Linked DNA regions of Zea mays: region 1 is linked to region 2. Evidence: chromatin contacts called from public Hi-C data. All regions are on one chromosome and are shown on one strand. Each heading gives the region's core, a stretch centred on a gene start, on an enhancer-like site or on the middle of the called end of the contact. The rest is flanking DNA. Distances are from core to core; before and after follow the strand shown.

What was found. Hi-C and Micro-C count contacts between places; a contact is called where the count stands out from the background.
Region 1: a contact with region 2 is called in a Hi-C map of ear, with 2.4 times the contacts expected there. The contact joins the promoter of LOC103641022 here to the promoter of LOC100217211 in region 2. A contact is called at or near these places in 3 of 25 Hi-C or Micro-C datasets (ear, root tip and tassel).

The regions. Positions count from the first base shown.
Region 1 is chr10:38,309,790-38,316,237 of Zm-B73-REFERENCE-NAM-5.0, forward strand. LOC103641022 (adenylylsulfatase HINT3) reads left to right here and starts at 3,334. Exons shown (of 7, transcript XM_008664437.3): 1 at 3,334-3,756; 2 at 3,977-4,032; 3 at 5,736-5,793. The coding sequence starts at 3,493.
Region 2 is chr10:37,862,247-37,868,331 of Zm-B73-REFERENCE-NAM-5.0, forward strand. It overlaps LOC100217211, which reads left to right and starts at 1,667. Exons shown (of 2, transcript NM_001143568.3): 1 at 1,667-2,028; 2 at 2,362-2,938. The coding sequence starts at 1,735. The coding sequence ends at 2,742.

The sequences.
Region 1 (6,448 bases), core at 2,084-4,583, 450 kb after region 2:
TGCTATGATCATGTAGTTATGATAGAACATAGTAAGTTATATCTTGAATATAACTTTCCTTCATGGTACTCCTAAGTCATTAGGGTTTCCTAGGTTAATACCCTATCAGGGTTAGGCAAGTTCTATTCTAGGAAGCTAGGGTTTTGGGTTTGGGATCCAATAATGTGCAAAACATACCAAACTTTACCCAAGGGCTTTGATTATTATATTAAGCTTACCCAAAAAGTTTTATGATTTTTGGAGCTATCAAGTAATTTCTAAAATTACAAAAGACTAGGTTTAGGTCTTCTTAAATGCTAAATAATTCATGGTTGGTGCTAAAAATCTTGGAATTATTTTTATTGAATACTAGAGGAATTTAGGAGTCTAGTAAAATTGGCCTCATGATTTTATAATTTTTCTAGATTTTTCTATAAGTCTCCTAAGTCTGGCAGAAAAAGAAAAAGAAAAGGAATGAATAGTAACGTGCTCAAACCAGCCCGAGTCGGTCCACGAACAAGGAAACGCGCCCGCGCTGGCGACTTTGCACAAAGGTCCCTGTTGATTTGAACAACCAGAAAAAGAGGTCGCGGCACTATTCCTATGTTTCATTGACATTTGCGTAAAACCCCTCCTACTTCTATTTCTTCACAGCGTCAAGTCCACGACGTGAACGACGATGAACGCGCCCTCCGGTGAACTTGTACCAGCCGAGATGCGTAACCACCGGTGCTCTAACTTGGTCGACACCTAATCCTACCCCTGGCAACCCTAGGCCGACCATCAATTGCACAATTCCCGCCCGGAGCCTTTCTGCCCACGACGACGGCGAAACCCAAGGGGAAATCGAGGTGTTCTTGGCGATTCAGGGAGGTCTAGCTCAGTCAAAAGGGTCTACGAGCAACAGGAGACTTAGGGGGGCTAGAACATCGAGCCAAGAAGCTTGAACTCACCCGCAAAGAGCTAGCCACGGCGAGGTGTTCACGGTGGCGCGGAAACCCGATTTGGGGGAAAGGGAAATTGGGAGGCTATGGTGGACGATCAGAGGCGAGAGCTGGTGCACTAGGTGCGTAATAACCTAGCGGAGCTCACTGGGGCATCAATTTATAAATTTCATCAGCGGTGGCGTCCAATTTGGAGAAGGCGTGCTGGCGGCTGGAGAGAGGGGAAGTTCACTGGCGCGGGTTACCGTGGCATTCACTGGAGCAACGACTCAGTCGATATATAGGCCGTCTATAGCGACCTACGACGACGTGGTAACAAGGCAGTAGTGTGGCGTGCTCAGGTTGACAGCGATCATCACCGCGACGGCCACCAGCCACGTCGCGACGTAAGTGGATGAGGTGACAAAGCGGCCACAGTGCTCCGACTTCATCCTGTGCTAAAGATGTTTCACCCCGAGTCGTTATCCGGACGCCCAGGGGCGCGAATCACAACGTCGGCGCGAATCCGAGCGTGGGGTCACCAGCGGCGAGGTGCACTGCACCTGGGATCTTTTTCAGTTACTGTACCATGGTAATCCTCATCAGAAGTTCTGACAGCACGATTTGGAGAGCTTTATTCTCTAATTTGTATGTGATAACATGTTAATCCACTTGTAACAAATTGTGTGATGATGTTATTATTTGAGCATTGTGTGATGATGTCCGGTTATGTAAATTGTTGTGTACGTGAGTTGCTGATCCTGACACGTACATGGTTCGCATTCGATTTGCCTTCTAAAACCGGGTGTGACAACCATGGAATGGGAAGTAGCAACCATCTTGCCATGACGGCAAGGGTGATGGACAAGATATTTTCAAATTTTAATTTGGTCAATTCTTGGATGAACCAAGTGAGCTTAGTCAACACAAAAGATCAAAGCTCAAATGACCTAGCTTCCTATGTCACTTTCAAATCAAAGAGGAAGAGCTTGCCAAAAGACATCGAGAGGAGCAGACAGGATGAGAAAAACCAGCTCGAAAAACTCGTCCAAATGAAGAAATCTGGCAAACAAGATCTCCCTTTGCATCCAAAACACGAGAAAGACCCCTCTTAAAACACACTTCATAGTCATCCTCAAGGAATTGCGAAACAGAAAGCAGATGGAAATGCAAATTTGAAAACATAGCAACATCCTTGCGAACAAAACTCCCGTTCACTCGAATGGAGCCACGAGAGACAACCACCTCTCGACTTATCCCCGAATGTGATGTATTCCTTACCAATCACGGGGTCGAGGCTAGAGAAATATTTGGAGCTTCCGGTCATGTGGTGCGAACAGCCGAAATCCATGAGCCACATGTTCTCCAGGCCTCCATCCTACATCAATAGAAAGACACGGGGTGAGCAAATGACACATCACTAGGGTTAGGATATCGGGAATAATACTAGTGCTACGGCATTCGCCCCTAAAAAGTGTATTTTAAAAAATACAAACTAACAATTGTCGACTAGTAAGGAATACCAGTAACATATATAACAATATACTAGTAAGGAATATATGTTGCTCACTATCAAATAGATTTAAAATGCCAAATACAATGCAAATAATTGTCTGAAAACATTGAACTATATTACCTCGCCTACAACAATACAAATAATTGTGAAACTATACTATCATGTCATAATAACAATTAACAAATAGATTTGAACTATGAATTATCAACTATTTTCAAAAAATCAACTAACAAATGTACACCAATCGTCATCTTCTACCACTGAACATATAATACTACTAATAAATGTGCACAAACCTAAAAACGAGTGGAAAACAGTGATTACCGAGCAGTTATCAACGAATCTTGTCGTTAGTGTGCCGAATCTCGTCCGTGTCTAAAGCTGGCGCGCCCTCGCTTGATATGTCAGAATCCGGTGTTTTCTTGTCAAGAAACGATGAAATCTGACCGAATCTCGATGTATTTTGGGCGAGATCTCTCATTAGTGTCACTTGCGACAGCCGAAAGCTGAGGGAGTGGAAGAAAGAGAGAGAATGAAATGAGTGGAGTTGTCGGGTGAAGGCTGTGAAGTACATAGGAGATTTTTTATTAATAGGTTCGAGTTTCGGTTAACGGTTCAGAACAATTGAATTTGAATTTTAGTTTGTATGAAAATATAGATTTTTTTTAACAATAAATATACTTCTGAACTTCTAAGAACCTCTAATTTTTATAAACTCTTTTCAAAACTTTTATATTTTTTTAAATTTCAAACGAAAAATTTCAAAAAATCAGTGAATTTCGTTTCCGTCGTTTGTCGGGAACGGGAAAAAACGCCCAAACCCGTCGAATCCCGAGCGGGATTTATATCCCAACGACACAAAACTCTGGAAGTCCCGCATCTCCCGATAAAACGCCGCGACCACACAAGAAGTGACCTCTGACCTCCACAGTCTATAACGGCACGACCCTCGCTCATGTTCTCATCTTCCCACTCCTTCCATTTGTCCTCTTCCTCTCCCTCCCACGCCACCGTCAACGAGCTCCAGAGCCCCGCACCGCGCCGCCCGCCAGCAACCACCCCCTCCTCACCCAGATGCCGCGGCTGCCGGGATCGCAGCCTGCGCCGGAGCGGCGACTCGCCGTGCTCCTGTCCCACTTCCACCCGTGTTGCGAACCTCCACGCACCATCGCCTGCGTCGCCAGCGTGGAGTGCCTCCGGACCGCAGCCGAGGAGGAGGCCGAGATGCAGTTGAGCCTCTCCACGTCGCCCTGCGCAGGAGGTGAGAAGGGGGGATCCTCGGGTGGCGGGCACTGCGTGTTCTGCAACATCGTCGCGGGCACCGCGCAGGCCTTCAAGGTTAGTATGCACGCTGGCGCCTCCCGCTCCCAGCCTGTTCAACCATTCTTGTAATTGCGTCGCTATTCGAGGCGTTCTATATTTATTCTGGTTTTTCCAGAACTTTCGTGGACTGTGGGGATTTTAAATTTGCTCTCGTGATGTCCTCGTGTGTCAGTTGTTGATGAACTGGTTGACTGTTTATTGATTAATTCGGATTGTTGTGTGCTTCATTTTGCAGCTCTACGAGGATGATATGTGCTTGTGCATCCTGGATGCTAAACCTCTAACAAGCGGGTAAGGGTTTAATGCTCTTCTCACTTGTCAGCTCTATCATTACTTCAGTTCTTGGTGTGCTTAATTTCGTTAAGTTACTCGAGTTTGTCACCCACGATTAAAACCAAATACAGATAGTGACTTGTTGTGTAACGTGAGTTTTCACTGGGTGTTTGATTTTGTTTGAGTAACATGCAGTTTTTGTTATTTGTCTGCATCAAGTTTGTATTGCTTTGTTTGCTATGTTCTATTGACGTGAATTGACAAAGAATGTCTGAAATAATATGTACTAATAGTCTGTATGTTGGGTACTGAAGGAGTTGAGATCGCTTGCTCGATAAAGGGGTAATCTAGACTCTTTTTTGTGCAATTGACTAAATAGTTTTTGAATAGGCCATCGGATAGTCAAGTTTTCGCACTAGAATGAATGGATGACAATGACATAATTAATGCCTAAAGCGAAAGAAAACATTACTGCTAGAATCTGGACTTGAATGTTTTGGTCTTCACTCTTCAGTGTTTGGATAAATCATAGATGCTATATGCAAACCAATCTTTTCTGCCCTTGAGCTGTAAATTTGTAGAATACTGAAAAACTGGGAATGATACCCTATTGGACTTACATCTCTGCTGTAGTTTGATTGCCATCATTCGAGTGTTTTTTCAAGAAAATCTAATGGCACTTCTTGCCCCTTCATTGGACATTGTGATTTATGCACCAGATGACATGAGTACTTTTAAAATCTGTGCAATTGTTAGTCCTGTAGATTACCTCTTTCATGAAGCTAGAATTTGCATTGCTGAGTTCATTCGAGTGCCATTATATAGACTTGTGGTATTGTTTGATCAGGACAGATATATCCTCAACGGTGGCACTCATACAAAAAGTAGTAGTTGAGATGCAGCTCTTTAGGTGGCTAAACTTTTTATATTATCTTATTATCTGGGTAATAGATATTTCAATGCATGTAGGCATCAATTCTACTTTCGATGACATGTCTTCACTTTGTTGGCTCACTGGTCATACAGTTGTCGTTGTACTGTAAAATACTACATCTTAGAAAAGATGTGATTCTAGCTTTGGTCAGAGTCGAACTAATTTAAGTTTGACTGAGTTCATGGAAAATATCAGCATTCAAGACTCCAAATAGGTATATTATGAAAATATATTCCATAATAAATCTAATGATACTTATTAAAAATGATAAGAATTAATATGTTTGTATACAAATTTAATCAAACTTAAGATAGATTGACTGAGCACTATTCTAGAATTGCATCTTTTCTGGGACAAAGGGAGTATCACCTATAGCATTATTTATAGCTTATTTAAGGAAGTATCTATCCTTTTGAACTGATTAGTATGGAGAAGCTTATGTCTAGAGTTGGAATTGGCATTACATCAGTCTTGACTACAAAAGGCACCTGTTTAGTAGTGATGTTCAACATAAACAATTTTTTTGGTTGGTAAAGCTCTGTTAGTTAACAATGTTCATTTCCTATTCTGTAACTATACGAGCTTTAGGACATGCAGTATAATTTTTTGGTGCTGATGCACATGTCAGTGTACTAATGAATAATTTTTTTAATTGAACCTTGTATTACTCTTATTTTCTCTTAGCTCATGTGCTTAGTGCATTGTTGTAATGCCATTTGTAACATCATCACATGTTAATGTATTTTACCCTCAATTAATGTTCTTTATTTTTCTGTTTCCTCTGTAGGCATTCCCTTATCATTCCAAAAAGTCATTATCCATCAGTGCAAACAACACCACCAACTGTAAGTTTCATTATCATAAAAACGCAGAAGAGCTTGATAGTTATGTGGTTGATTGGATAAGCAATTGTCTGGGTACAACATGATATTTATATTCCACCGTAAACATTATGTGGAGTTTTTTCTTCTATATTTTCTTCTGTTTATGCTCTGGGTAGTCAATTATCATCGTATTAATCCAGTTTCACATATTATGGTTTTTCCCGATTAGCACACAGCCACTATAAAGGGCCCTTTGGAATTTAGGAATTTTTTCTGTTTTTTGCGTTTTCCTGCGAAAGTGGCCTGATTCTGTACGATTAGTGTGAAAATCTTGTGCTCCAAAAAGGTCTAAATAAGAAAATAAATTATATATTTTACTTTTAAAAATAAATTCTAGTTTTGCATTGCTATGTCTAAAAACTATATTTGGCTCTGAAATTTTTCCCTCGTGTTTATCAGTTACCAAAGATTCATAGTAAAAATTATCTTTCATAAACAATATTTCCATACTTATGCATTTATGATTCATTAGATTATTGTAACACTCCGTCCACTTCCGGACCGACGGTATTTACTCTTGGCAACTCTCTAGGATCATATATTGCCCCCACAGACCAACATAGGTCTTTTGTGCGCACTTTGTCCTCACTCATGCGCACCCGAGAAAACTTTTCGG
Region 2 (6,085 bases), core at 417-2,916:
AAAAAATCTATAGTGGAAGAGAAAAGACAAAGTCAAATCAAATGAAGAGAAGGGCGAAACCAAATCAATAGGAGAAAGATGTTAAAACATGAGTTGGTTCATACACGGTCCCAACAACCATGGAGACGGAGGCATTTATTGCTATGGTTGGCACTGGTGAACATGGAGAGTACATGGGCCAACAAAAACAAGCCTAATATTTATTCTCTGCTAATGTCTTGTCCTAGCTATTTACTCCACGGAGCTGTTTCTATAGTTTTTTTAGTATGGGAACGAAATCAATTTGGACCGGGGGTTGAAGAGATAAATCAATACTCCTACACCTAGTACTTGAATAGAAGGCATGAATGCGCACCCACAAGCACAAGCAGTTCATAATAACGGCGGAGTTAATGGGCGTAGGTACACAAGTATGAAGTTCAGAGGGTACAAGGGGTGATTTAATATGACACGGCGAAGAGCGCGCGCTGGCTCTTCTCTCTCTCTCTGCTGTGCTTCTGCCTTGTGGATTTCTCCTTCACTCCAGTGGTGTCCATGGCCGACCATGAACCACCGAGCTGCTAGTTGCATCTACTACTCCTACCTTGTTGAGGCTCACACGCATAGCCATTACTTACCTCCAGACCTGTGCAGCGCTGATGGAGACGATCAGCAGTAGCAGTATCGGTACTGTTGAAGATGGAGGATACGGATGTCCTTCTCTTCCAACCGGCCGACGTGCACCACCGGCTTCGTCTATCGGAGCTACCCTGCGTGCACTAAATTCTGTGCACTGTTGTTTCCTGCCTCACAGATATTGCGTTGCAGTGTTTATCATGAATAGCTAGGACACTGCTTACCATTACATTAGTGCCACGCAGGCAATAATACTACAAGAAGTGACGATGTACAGATGGTTAGTACGTAAAGCGTCGTCGATCCCAACTTGTGAATCCGTTCAAGGCCAACGTGTATATATTCTGAGTCTGATACACATACAATGTGTAAGGCTGTACGTCTTCAATTCAACAGGCAACGTATCTTCCTCATCCATGCTCTTCCGGCGATGTGCACGTCTTGGAGACCCCTATTTTTCACGTACGGGGCGCCGGAGAGCTCCTAACCGCCTTAACTCCGATCCACTACTCCTCAGTTACAGCTCCTGCCAACCTTCTGAACAGGCGAACCACCAACACCATCTCAGTTACAGCCGCTGCCCTGCCCAGGCACCTGCACCTGCACCTGCTCCTGCCGCTGAACGCGCTTCAAATCCTACCAGCCTACATAGAGCTTACATGCAGGGCAAGCAAGGCCATGCGACAGTAGTACTAGATTTTGTGGTGGCTCTCCTGGGCTGGGCTGGGCTGGCATTATGACGTGTACGTACAGCCCGGGCATGTAGAGAGGCCTATTAATAAATGGAGTGGAGGTGGAGAGATTTGCGACATTTAAGGCCACTCTAGCTACTTGCCACCTTCAATGCCGGCCTGCCCTCCCGTTAATGCGGGCTGGATGAAGGCCATTCAAAGCCTCCTTCCTCCCCTGCATGAACTCAGCATGAGCATGACCCCATCAATCAAAACCACAGTGCTGTGCTATCCGTAGGAGAAGAGAAGACGACCACCAACAAGCGGTACCTTCTCTCATCACCCAGTTGTCAAGAGCTATTCCTACACCAAGCGGTACTGTCTGGAACCACATATATATAAATAGACCTGTGGTGTGGTGCTGGTGCCAGCGGCCAGCCACGCGACCATGAACACCGAGTACCTCAGGGTGAAGAAGCTCCAGCAGGAGGCCGCCCGGTGCCTGAGCTTGCACAAGACAATGGAGCTGCAGCCGGAGCTGTCGCTCGGCCCTGTGTGGCCGGGCTTCGCCGCCGGTGACCTGGCCGCCAAGAGCTCCTCGTCCGAGTCTGACGGAACCTCCCGGAAGAAGAGGAAGCACTACACCGCCAGCTGGGAGGAGCCTCAGCAGCCGCCCGCGAGCCTGGAGCTCCAGCTCAACGACCCACTGCCTCTCGACTGGGAGCAGTGCCTCGACCTCCAAGTGAGTACCTTTAATTTCTCTCGAACGGCAGCTATATCTCAATTCTTTATTATTCCTTCTGCTTCTAGTTCAATAAACTACAGTAATCATCTAATGTTTTCATGTGCATATAATGTGAGAATTTAATATGCCGACACGTAGTTTACAAAAGCTATTAGTAGTGACAGAAAGCCTTTTGCTAGTGGACAGCTATTCCTATTCCTTGAAGTGTCCTGCATTAAAATCGGAGCCACGATTCACGAGCTAGATCATGGTCCAAAAACATGAATGGATCATCGTGTACCTGTACTGCCTTTTGATCCTAGCTGTGTTGTGTTTTTTTTATGCATGCAGTCTGGGAGGATGTATTACCTCAACCGGAAGACGCTGAAGAAGAGCTGGGTCAGACCCCAGGTGCAGAGCGTGAACCTGGACCTCAACATCTCCACGGCTGCCGCCATCGACAACTGTGCCGCCAACGGTGCTGCTGCCGCTGCTTCCGACGACGAGGACGAGCCAAGGAAACCCGCTGGCACTTTGTTCTCTGGAGGCAGCATGGTGGCCGTGCCGTGCGCCAACTGCCATCTCCTAGTCATGCTGTGCAAGTCCTCCCCGTCCTGCCCCAACTGCAAGTTCGTGCAGCCTCTGGCACCTGCTGTGCCGCCTGCGGCGGTGGCCCATTGGAGGATCGATGCCGCCGTCAAGCCGCTGGAGACCCTGAGCCTTCTCCATTAGGCACATGCACTTCACCGGCAGCAGATTGTAGAAAGGAAATCGTAGTTACGTAGTAGTGGTGCATGGGTTAGTATTACTATTACCTGGGTAATGCATGAGCGGTCGAATGAAAATTGGAAATGTGAAACTACCGTGCATGCATGGTGACATGACAAAATACAAAATGGTGAAGCCAGCCTCAAATTAAACTGCATAAATGCATTGAGCAATCAGTCAATCAGTTAGTTAATAAATACTAGTAATGGCGACAGGTCACCGGTGTGGTAGCTAGCGAGAGATTGGGTATAGTACTTGAAGCAGTGCAACAGCAAGCTTCAATGAAACTGAGGCGGCAATCAGACAGTGAATGTATCGTCCCTCCTGCATGCCTCTCACGTTCCTGCCCATTGATGAAGAAGGCCGGTGGTTGCCACACCTCCTCGGCTCTTCACCCCTCAGCGCCACCAGCCCGCAACCATAAAGGCCTTTGACTGCCATCACTAATGCAAACTTGAAACTGTTGTTGGGGACGGGGCGGTAGATTTGGGCGCCCGATATGAAATGAATGCCGCACCTACTTGATCTGTGATCGGAGCATGCGCGTCCGTACATAGTACGTAGTATTCCCTGACCCATGTCTTATATCCCGAAAAAAACACATGGCATTAAGCACTGACTTGAGTAAGAAAGAGCTTGATGAGTGCTACAAGTGCTGGCTGGGGACCGACTCTCAGGCTCAGCGGGCAAGGTAGAGGATGCATGGAGCATGGTTAATCATACATGCAGATGCAAGCCGCAAAGCTACTACAGAGCACAACCCAATACAACATGCAGTTAGCAGAGTGCAGAAGGAACACCTCCCCATGCTGATCTCTACCACCTGATATGTATGTGCTTTCCATTGGCAATGTGTGCAACTAAATAAACATGCCCATGCAGGCCGCACAAGCCTCTCGATGGATGGGTTCAACATGTTGAGATGATCCCGAAGTCCTCTCGAAGAGGTGGACGAACGCTGCCCTCAATCAGATATTGAACTGTTGCCTAAAAAAATGTGACTGTTGTTGGTGATGTTACAGATGTGATGTAGGAGTGCGCCTTTTGATGATGAGCGGCTGCGACATTTCCGAGAAGACGCACGTCCACTATAAAAGGGGCGGGGCGGCTAGGGTTTGCTTTCTTCTTGCTCACTAGTACACATAGGCTCTATAGTAGCGGTTTTAGAGACGTTTGCACTAGCGTTTTTCAGTGCCGCCAGTGCTAGGGGCCAGTGGAAATCGTCATTTCCACTGGCGGTTTTCTTAAGAAACCGCCAGTGAAAATAGCATTTCCACTGGCGGTTTTATTAAGAAAACCACCAGTGGAAATGCTATTTTCACTGGCGGTTTGTTTTATTTAGCCGCCAGTGGAAGTTTTCCCGCCTTTTTTAAATTTTCAATCAGTACTGGAATTTATATATATTTACACACACAAACATATATATTGATAAACATGTAGTATTGATATTAAAAGTAACATGGAATTAAATTCTATCATACATTTATATATATCATAGTCTTGTTTACAACCATGTATGCATCACACATTATATACATCAAAGTTTTCACTTAAGCTCTAATAACTATCTCGGCTAAGAGATAGATAGTCTACTAATTTCTGTTAGTATTCTAAACTCTGGCAAAGCTAATGTTCCGGAAGCATCGTGATATTTCCCTTCTGCGGGAATGACCTATTTCAATATGAATGTGCACAGGTCCTCAACTATGCCATACAATGCACCTTCAGTCAAATTCTCCGGGCTTCCTTGTTGAAATTGCTGTAAAGGAAGTTTATAAACATCATCTATTTATACTCAATAATAACACATTTGCATCTTTAATGACATAAATACATATGTGACTATTACTAATAATACCTTGCCAGGATTCCTGATGTATCGTCCGTTCATTCTCATAAACTCGCACACGTAGAACCCACATAGGACCGATCCGGGTGGTTGCTTGTGGCACTACATAACGGAAGATTGGTTATTTAGTTGCAATGTTGTCTTATGTACGTACATGTATGATATGTATTCATAAATTCACATACTTACCGGCCAGTTATAATGGATGTCTAGTGGCACGCCTTTTTTGGACGTGTCGTACTTTCCACCTCGTAGTTTATAAAACCTAAATGCCCTGTGATCTCAAATAGAATCACCATGTTATTCTACAATTCTCATCGATATAAGTATGCATGCATAGAAAAGGCTTACAGCTCTAAGAGACCGAGGAATTTTGAATAGGCCGAAGGCTCGGTGTGCAAGGAGTCGAGCACCAACACCTTTCCAACCTTAGGATAAATGAAGAAGCATATCCAGTGGTCCCTGTACGAATCAAACTTGTGATACATGTGTATTGAAATTATTAATTTTATTTATGCAAAATCACACTTACTTAAAGTTGTACGAGGCCACTATGGATTCCCTGTCTTGAAATTGAAGCATTGCGTGTCCTATGTAGGTGGTGTATCTTGCTTCAAAATCCTTCTTTAGATCCTGGATACGTACCTCAATTTCTTCGTCTGTTAGTCCCTGTAATGCTTCGTTGCCTTTTCCGATTCTAAAAGTGTGGTTATCCTTGCATATCTTTATTGGGTTGAGATACCCAACCCTTTTACTGGCACTAGCATTGGGATTGGTACCATAAAGGATCTCCTGTTGATCATGTTGCATTCTGCAACGCACACGTGCATGTCAGATATTGAAAATTTATACAACTCACTAATAATAACACATATATGTGGAGTATGAGTGACACTTACAATGCAAATATGGTTACAAGTTGCACGTTGAGTCTCTGAAGGTTCATCATTAACCACATGTCCTCGAATGCAACAACGGCTTTTTGATTTGAACCAATAAAAGCATGGGCTGGTATATTAACACTGATGATGTCGATGCCAACTGAAGATGCCCGCATGTACCAATCATGCAACCTTTTAATATTAGCCGGGACCTTCCTTAGTTTCTCAAAAGTGAGTAGTGGTCTGCCCGGCACATATTTTTTAGGCACGTTTTTATAATCTGCCTTAGTTGGCTTCTTTATCTTTGCGGCCATTGCCTCAGCCTTTTTTGCGGACTCCTCGAGATCGGCCAAATCAACAGTGTCTGACGTGAGGCTCCGTCCAATCCCTTTCAAAAAACGAGCTGTGCCAGCAGTGGATTTACTCTTCTTTTTCTTCTCGAACGGGGACACTAATTTTGGTATAGAAACTTTAGATTTATTTGATGGTCGTGGAGATGGCTGTGGAGAAGGTGGATCCCTGAAGGGCGATGTATGTGGCGGAGACGGTGGGCCACCATGAGGATGAGGAGAAGGAG